2 separate regions of the Macaca fascicularis genome follow, and region 2 is linked to region 1. The links are chromatin contacts, called in public Hi-C maps. All regions are on one chromosome and are shown on one strand. The core of a region is the stretch at or near the end of the contact, and the rest is flanking DNA. Distances in the headings are between cores, read along the strand shown. Region 1 overlaps MYPN (myopalladin). Region 2 holds the start of MYPN (myopalladin).

The links. Hi-C and Micro-C count contacts between places; a contact is called where the count stands out from the background.
Region 2: a Hi-C map of skeletal muscle shows a contact between it and region 1, with 9 times the contacts expected there. The contact joins the promoter of MYPN here to the enhancer-like site in region 1. A contact is called at or near these places in 2 of 2 Hi-C or Micro-C datasets (liver and skeletal muscle).

Annotation. Positions count from the first base shown.
Region 1 is chr9:78,408,228-78,412,560 of T2T-MFA8v1.1, forward strand. All of the region lies in intron 6 of MYPN (myopalladin), which reads right to left. Among named protein-coding and RNA genes, the nearest start is that of MYPN, 67 kb to the right of the region's middle. Within about 2 kb of position 2,069, at least 1 of the 6 cell types and tissues checked has an H3K27ac peak or open chromatin away from gene starts, as enhancers often do.
Region 2 is chr9:78,475,296-78,479,628 of T2T-MFA8v1.1, forward strand. It overlaps MYPN (myopalladin), which reads right to left and starts at 2,000. Exons shown (of 20, transcript XM_065521037.2): 1 at 1,905-2,000.

The DNA of each region.
Region 1 (4,333 bases), core at 819-3,318:
TTTGATGTTTGGTTTGGTTTTCTAACTGGTTTGCCTCAAGAAGGAATGAAAACTATGACTCTTAACAGAGGGTCATCTCACAAGCCACTTAGAAAACTGTTAAGAGTCATAGTTATAAGGATGATGATGGTTGTTATTGCTGAAAGCTGCTTTTCTACAAAGTTTCATGAGAAAGAGCTGGCTCATATTGCCACAGATCAGGATCCAAACCAGTTACACTATTAGAACATAGTGTAGCTGACATCACGTTCATCACGGCAGTAGGTCTTAGGCTGTTTGTTACTAATGGCATGGGGTGTACAGACTTGATCATATTCATTTCAGCTTCACTGACAACAAATGAGACAAACAGTCTCCAACTAGCAAAGATTAAGTTAGTCTTTTCTAGGAATTATGAATCTGGACTAAAGTCATTATAACCAAAGATCTACAACTTCCTCAGGTATGCAGTATTCAAAGTGCAAATCTATCTTGTGTGTCATCACTAAACTGGTCATCTGGGAGGACATTCTTTGTAGGGTGACTTGACAACATAGAGACTTGGGAAGCATGTCTTCTTCCATGGCCATTTGACATTTTACTTTTTTTCTCTATTCTTCCTAAAGACACTCTGAAGTCACAAAGTAATGAAAATAATAATTTCTTCTTAGCTGAAATGGAAGGGTTTTTTTGTTTTGTTTTGTTTTTTGAGATGGAGTCTCGCTCTGTCACCCAGGCTGGAGTGCAGTGGTATGATCTCAGGTCACTGCAGCCTCCACTTCCTGGGTTCAAGTGATTCTCCTGCCTCAACCTCCCAAGTAGCTGGACCATAGGCGAGTGCGACCACGCCCGGCTAATTTTTGTGTTTTTAGTTAGAGACAGGGTTTCATCATCTTGGTCAGGTTGGTCTCGAACTCTTGGCCTCAAGTGATCCTCCTGCCTCAACCTCCCAGAGTGCTGGAATTACAGTTGTGAGCCACCGTGCCTGGCCTGAAGTGGAAGTTATTTGTCACAGAATAAATGTGTGCCTGCTTTGTGCCAAGCACCATGCCCACTGCTATAAATGTGAGTTGAAAGGATATAGTTCTTGCTTAGTAGATCTATAACCACAAACATAATGCTGGGACATCCTTGAGAAAGAGCATCTGCCTTATTGGTTAAAAGATGTCAGCTACAAGGTTCATTTTGCCATTTTATTTGTTTTTAAATTAGTTGATAATTTTGCACCTTGGAAGATGCTGCAAGTGCACAGTGCTTTAGGATGGAGTTAGATCAAAGTGATTTGTGCTGATAAAGAACTGTTTGATTGAAAGCTCTTTTGCCCCTTGACTGTCACAAGTGCCCCATGCAATCTTTGAGTAAGAAAAGTCTCCAGAATTGATTGACTGTGGAGAGGGGCCCATGAACTCCAGAAATCTGGATTCCACTACTGGCCCAGTTATTTCAGGGTTTCCTGCCTTTGCTGTTATATAATGAAGTGCTCTTTTTCAAATTCTCACTTCCCCTGCCCCCTTGCACTCTTCAAATTACTGCTGAAGCAGCTGGGGCCAGGGCTGCTGCAGCCTTGAAAGCCTGCCAGAGCAGCTGCTGCTGGGGTGGGAGCAGTGATAGGAGTAAGATTCTAATTTGATCATCGACCTCCCTTCACACTCAAGAAGTGTGAGTGCTGTTTTCCCCGCATAAACAGAGCGAAAGTATTTTTGATACTGCGTAGAGGATGGAGGATAACCTATCTCTATCCACAGTTAAAGAGCATTTAAAAACATAGGTATGTTTAAAAACATCACCTATGAGTAGAGTAGTGAACTAGTTTTGGAATCCCATAGTCCACTATTAAATTCTACCACTGTTTTGCTGGGCAACCCTCCTTTTCATTTTAACTTTTTAAAAAAGAAGATAAATACTTCGCTGTCACCAGCAGAGGAAGGAGTTAAATAAAACTCTGCTCTCTAAGCGTTTCTTCAAAAAAAAAAAAAAAGTGGCTTCTTGCCACAACTGGCAAAGAAACGCTTTGTTGGGCAGTATAGAAAGTGAGTCATAGGGACTGGAATGCCAGAAGTCCCTAAACAAGTAAATAGAGCAGGAGTAAGCCAAACAAACATATGCAAATCATCTGTTATCATGGCTCATAGCCACATGATACCATCCATCACTGGTGGCTCTGACTCAGAAATTTGCTAATGACACTGGCAGTGACTATGACCTCAATCCTGCCCTCACTGACGGAAACTAACGCAAGCACATCATTGCTGATAAGTCTTTCTGGAATCTGAGCCACTGCCTATCCTAGTGCCCAATGCCTGAACAATCCTTATCCCATTTATGGAGGCAAAAGCACATATCCTGATGAGGCTGAGAAAACCTCGTCAGGGTTTGGGTCTGTGTACTAAGGACCATTTTCCCACCATGAAGCTATTTCTTTTAGAGATTTTATCTCACAAACAAAATATGTTAATGATTAATTCATTTTCCTATTTTCATTTATCAAAAGTATATGTATCTGCCAATCAGAGCATCTAATTAGTAATAGAAGGAGCTAATCAGAGTCGCCATACAAAGGCAGCTCAATCTGTGGCTCTAATCAGCTCATGAAAATTAAATGTAAAGAACAAATGTGGCTGGGTACCGTGGCTCACGGCTGTAATCCCAACACTTTGGGAGGCTGAGCGGGCAGATCACCTGAGGTCGGAGTTCCAGACCAGCCAGGGCAACATGGTGAAACCCTGTCTCTACTAAAAATACAAAAATTAGCCAGGTGTGGTGGCACACACCTATAGTCCCAGCTATTCGGGAGGCTGAGACATGAGAATTGCTTGAACTCAGGAGGTATAGGTTGCACTGAGCCAAGATCATGCCACTGCTTTCCAGCCTGGGTGACAAAGGGAGACTCTGTCTAAAATAAAATAAAATAAAATAAAATAAAATAAATGTTAGTCGGGTGCAGTGGCTCATGCTTGTAATCCCAGCACTTTGGGAGGCTGAGGCGAGCGGATCTGAGGTCAGGAGTTTGAGACCAGCCTGATCAACATGGTGAAACCTAATGTCTACTAAAAATACAAAAGATTAGCCGGGCATGGTGGTGGAGGCCTGTAATTCCAGCTACTTGGGAGGCTGAGGCAGGAGAATCGCTTAAACCCGGGAGGCGGAGGTTGCAGTGAGCCAAGATCACGCCATTGCACTTCACCCTGGGCAACAAGAGTGAAACTCCATCTCAAAAAACAAACAAACAAACAAACAAACGAATAAATAAATAAATGTTAAAGTCCTATTGGACTTTTCAAAATAATAACAACTTTTTACCTATTGTTGCCTCTATGGACTCCTATCTAGATATTAGAGACAGTCTTCAAGGTGAACACGAGAGATCGAAAGGTAAACAGCTTTACTGTCATGATAAATGTGCCAGAGGTATGCTCTAGGTGATACGGGTAAACCAAAAATGAAATTCTTAGCGCACACCAGCTCCGCACCCTCCCCTGCCTGCCCCCTACCATCTGAATGGACCCCTCCTCTCAGCAAGGGCATTCTGAAGCTAACCTGAAAACTAGTTCAGGTCATGATGGGAAGGGGACATTCCTCATTATACCTCCTGGAATTACTGATAGAACAGATTTTGTAAGTCTGATAAGATCTGATAAAAAAAATTTACAATCTATTCTCTGAAGCCTGCTCCTGGAGGCTTCTGCTGCATGATAAAACCTTGGTCTCTACAACCCTAATCCAGACATTCCTTTCTATTGTTAATAACTCTTTCAACCAATTGCCAATCAAAAAAAATTTGAATCTGCCTCTGACTTGGAAGGCCTCACTTCCAGTTGTCCTGCCTTTCCAGACCAAATCAATGTACATCTTACATGTACGGATAGATGTCTCATGTCTCCCTAAAGATATAAAACCAAGCTGTACCCTGACCACCTTTGGCACATGTTCTCAGAATCTCCTGAGGGCTCTGTCACAGGCCATGGTCATTCATATTTGGCTGAGAATAAATCTCTTCTAACTATTTTACAGAGTTGGACCCTTTCCATGGACATAGATGCAGGGAAGATATCAGTACCTAGGAAGATTTGAAATTGAGTGGCTGTATCACCTGATATTCCTCTGATGTCACCTGTCTGTCTGGGCAGACGGAGTTGAGGAAGGGAAGAGAGGGGGAGACTAGCTGAGCCTGAGTATAAACTATCTCGTGGTTTAGCTGCCTTTGAAGAGTCAGCACTGTCTCTAAGGTGTGACAAACTGGCATGATAAATTAAAGTGTCTGTGGCACTTAATCCCTGTTTTAAGGTTAGATGACTTAGCAATGACGATAAGAGACAATAAGAAGTAGCTCTCTTAGCTGTGTTACAAACACACA
Region 2 (4,333 bases), core at 750-3,249, 67 kb after region 1:
ACTTTGTCTCAAAAAAAAAAAAAAAAGTGTTCATTGAGTACTATGTTCAAAGCGCTCTGCTAGGTTAAGATTTTTTTCAAATCTGCTCTGTAGGTTTTATAACACAAGTAGGCGTCTAACACTGAAAGTAGGATGGAGGAAAATATGCCTATTTACTAATAACCTAATACCTGCAAGACGCTGTTCTAGACACACTACATCATACTTCATTTATTATTTACTAAAACCTTAGGCTGTGTCCCATATAAGTTCTCCAATGATATCCTAAATGGATATACTTCATTCCAGCAGATCATATCCGAGATGATCGTTAAGTGAAAATATCATTACTGTAAAGCATTTATTAATCATTTAATTATATATAATACTGAAGTATCACTATAACTGGAAAATCTTAGGGTAATGGGTTATAAATATTCACTGAAAACAGAGACTGGAGACAATTACAGATCCTCTTTAAGGTGAATCAACAGTTGATACTTCAACAACAAAAGAGCCTTCTTTTCTCTCTTCTCACATATTTAAGCATTCTCTTAAAAACAAACAAACAAAAAACAGGCCAGGCTAAGTGGCTCACACCTCTAGTCCCAGCACTTTGGGAGGCCAAGGTAGGTGGATTACTTGAGGCCAGGAGTTCAAGACCAACCTGGCCAACATGGCAAAACCCTGTCTCTAATAAAAATACAAAAATTAGCTGGGCATTGTGGCACATGCCTGTAATCCCAGCTACTTGGGAGGCTAAGGCATGAGAATCACTTAAACCCAGGAGGCAGAGTTTGCAGTGAGCTAAGCTAGAACCACTGTACTCCATCCTGGGTAACAGAGTGAGACTCTGGTTCAAAAAAGTAAACAAAAAAACAAACAAACTCACAAAAGACTACACATTGTATGATTTTGTTGATGTGAAATATCCAGAATAGGTAAGTCTATAGAAACAGAAAGTAGATTAATGGTTTCCTGGGGCTGTGAGCGGGAGGATGTTGGAGGAAAAGAGGAGTTACTGCTATTGGATGTGAGGGGGGTGATACAAATGTTCTAAAATTGTTTGTGGCAATGGTTGCACAACTCTGTAAATTTTCTAAAATCCATTGACTTACACACTTTAAACAGGTGAATTGTATGATGTATTAATTATATCTCAATAAAAAAATTTTTTTAAGTTCTGAACTTCTGCTATTCACTTGCACAACTCCTTCAGATTAACCCTGTGAGAAACTGTTGATAGCACTGGAAGGTTTTACCATTAATGAGGAGCTGTAACTTTAAAAAGCAATTGGTAATATATTATTAAAATGAATTCTAGTATGGGAGACAGAAACTTATAGAAATGATGGAGAGTGATAGATCAGTACCCTGACTGGGAGCTATTCATGTGCAATGCAAAAATCAATCACTGAGCCAGTTCTTTATGAAACAATAATACAGAATATTCTGGTCCCCTCCAGGATTCTGTTGACTGTCCTCAATCAGCTCAATTGCTCTGCACTTCATTCATGAAGAAAGCACACTGTTGCCCACTGAGTCCTATTTGTATTATCTCTGATCTTTCCTTTCTGGCTCTGCAGTTTCTTTACATTGCTTGGCAATGCCCTTTCATCATTCCTTTTCCCACATGGCTTTAAAGATTTTCTAGGACACCCTCCCCTTTTTACTCTAACACTTGAAAGAAGCAGCAACTACACACCCCAGAGAGCCCCAATTCAGTAAGGTGAGAGTGAGTGGTTCAGATGAATACCCTGAGTAAGGATGAATAGAAGAATGTTCTTAATCTATTGCTCTCTTAATCACTAGATTCCTGGAGGCACCTTTTTACTGGACAGTATTAAATATTTCAATTATCTGGACATCCCCTTAAGAAATATCTTGCTTTACCTCCCAAGATGAGTTTTGAGGGAGGACCTTACCTGGCACAAATAGCAGTGGAGCTCCAAAGGCTACATTGGATAGTTCCAGCCGAGACTCCCAGCCCCTCACCTCACTTGTTGACGGCAGGGAAAGCTGCCGTGGCTTTCCCTTCCTGGGTTTGCCCGTCCTGCTAATTTTAGGCTGCTTCCTCATGCGGCTGCCATGGGTATCAGAGCATGTGGCTCCCCTTGGAGGAGCTATTTTCTCCTGTGAGCCTCACTTGTTTGTTTCCAGCTTCTCTCCCTTTTCCCTGCTCCCCACCTCTGTAGGGTAGAGCTGTTTCATAGTACAAAATAAAACATCTTTCAGAATCATGCTCTGATCTGTGTTTATTCCTGAATCTAAGACACCAAGGGAAACTTTATTTTTTCCCCCAAGGGAAACTTTTCACATTAGATTTAATTGTACCTGCCAATAGCAAGATTTCCAAATCATGTTTATTTAACGAATATTTGCTAAATTCCTACAATTAATAAGATCTTGCCCTAGGTCACTGGGATAAAATGATGAGCAAAGCAAACTTGTATTTCACTGATGAAATCTTAATAACAGAGATTAATTAAACTTCTGCTATGTTCAGTGTTCTCTGTTAAGATTTTAAAATACAAAAATCAATAGGTAGAACCCCTTTCCCCAAAGAGCTCACAGATATTTCAATATGTAGGGAGAAATTCAAAGACATAGGTCTTATAAATTCCTGTTGAGATTTAGAGATAATTAATGGATTCACTCATTCAGTTAATCAGTAAAACTAGATCTGAGATGATTTTATGGACATAGTATTCTATTACGCACTGGAAACAATAAATAAAAGTATACCACGAGTCCCTTCCTTAGAAAGATAACAATCTAAACAAAGAAGGATTGCTCAATTGACGAATATTTAATGGATATTTACTATATATATACTAAGTCTTTTCCATTGAGGACTTCTTGATAAGCAGCGTGTTTGCTTATGCAAATAACATATAAATATATAATTCCTTTGCTTTTTGGCAGTAATTATTTCTATCTTCATCCTTCCTACCATGGCCTCAGTTCAGGCTATCATCGATTCCAGCCTGGAATGATCCTTTTTCCTTACAGACATTATTTTGAAAGATTTTATGTACTAAATAAAATTTTCTGAACCAAGGTTGGTGGATTACTTGAGGCCAGGAGTTTGAGACCAGCCTGCCCAGCACGGTGAAACCTCATCTCTACTGAAAATACAAAAATTAGCTAGGCGTGGGGGTGGGGGGCCTGTAATCCCAGCTCGGGAGGCTGAGGCAAGAGAATTGCTTAAACCCTGGAGGCAGAGTTAGCAGTGAGCCGTGATCACACCACTGCATTCCAGCCTGGGCAACAGAGTAAGACTCTGTCTCAAAATAAATAAATAAATAAATAAATAAATAAATAAATAAATAAGTCTAACAATTTATTATATTTATTAGTCAAAAATAAATACTTGATAACTACAGCTTCTGAGTATATTAAACAAGTTGTATTCATTCATTCCTGTGGATACAAGGGTAAAAAGTTCCAAGTTCCTGACCTTCAGCTAGCAGTCTAGTGAGGGAGAAGACAAAAAATTGATTATGTTGAAGTGTGGCAAGCTCTGTAGCAGAGGATGGCACCAGAGAGGAGGGTGTTAACTGTCACGGATAGGGCAAGTCTTCATTAAGAAAGTACTGCCTAAGCTGAGTATTGAAAAATGAGAAACTTGCTAGGTTAGGAGCAACATGAAAATTTAGGAAGATGTGAGAGAGCATATTTCATACCTCATAAAACAAAGATGAGGTGTGATTTGAGGAATGTGACAGGAATGAGGTTGCAGAGGAGGGCAAAGGCTTAATTATGAAGAACTCTGAATGCCTAAATTATAAATGTTTTGAGGAGGTATGATCAAATCTGCATTTGAGAAAGATCACCCAGTGGCTGTGTGTTTAGACCAAAGGGCCAAGACTATAGGTAGTCCACAGACCAGGGGAAAATGTCCAGGCTGGAAGAGATGATAGCCTGAACTGAGGCCATGGTAGGAGGAATAAAGATTGAAATAATTACTGCCAGAAAGCAAAGGAATGATATCTTTAAATGTTATTTGCATAAGCAAACATGCTGCTTATCAACTTAAATGATATAAGTATGAAAGTATAGTCAACAATATGAAAACTCTGTGCAGCATCTCAACATTCTCCTTTCTATCCCCCTGAGCGTTTTGCTCTTCTTTGGAGTCAGAGGAGTTGAACAACCTGGAGAAGCCATTCTAGGCATTCAAAGCACAGGTGATGATTATTAACACAACAAGATATGCCAGAATACATTCAACTTAAGATTTGTATTCAACTTGGATAGAATAAGACTGAACATATCCATTATTTATTTCTGTTTGTGGTTAACTGCCCCTGTAGGTTCATGGTCTGGCATGTCTTCCATATGAATATAACTA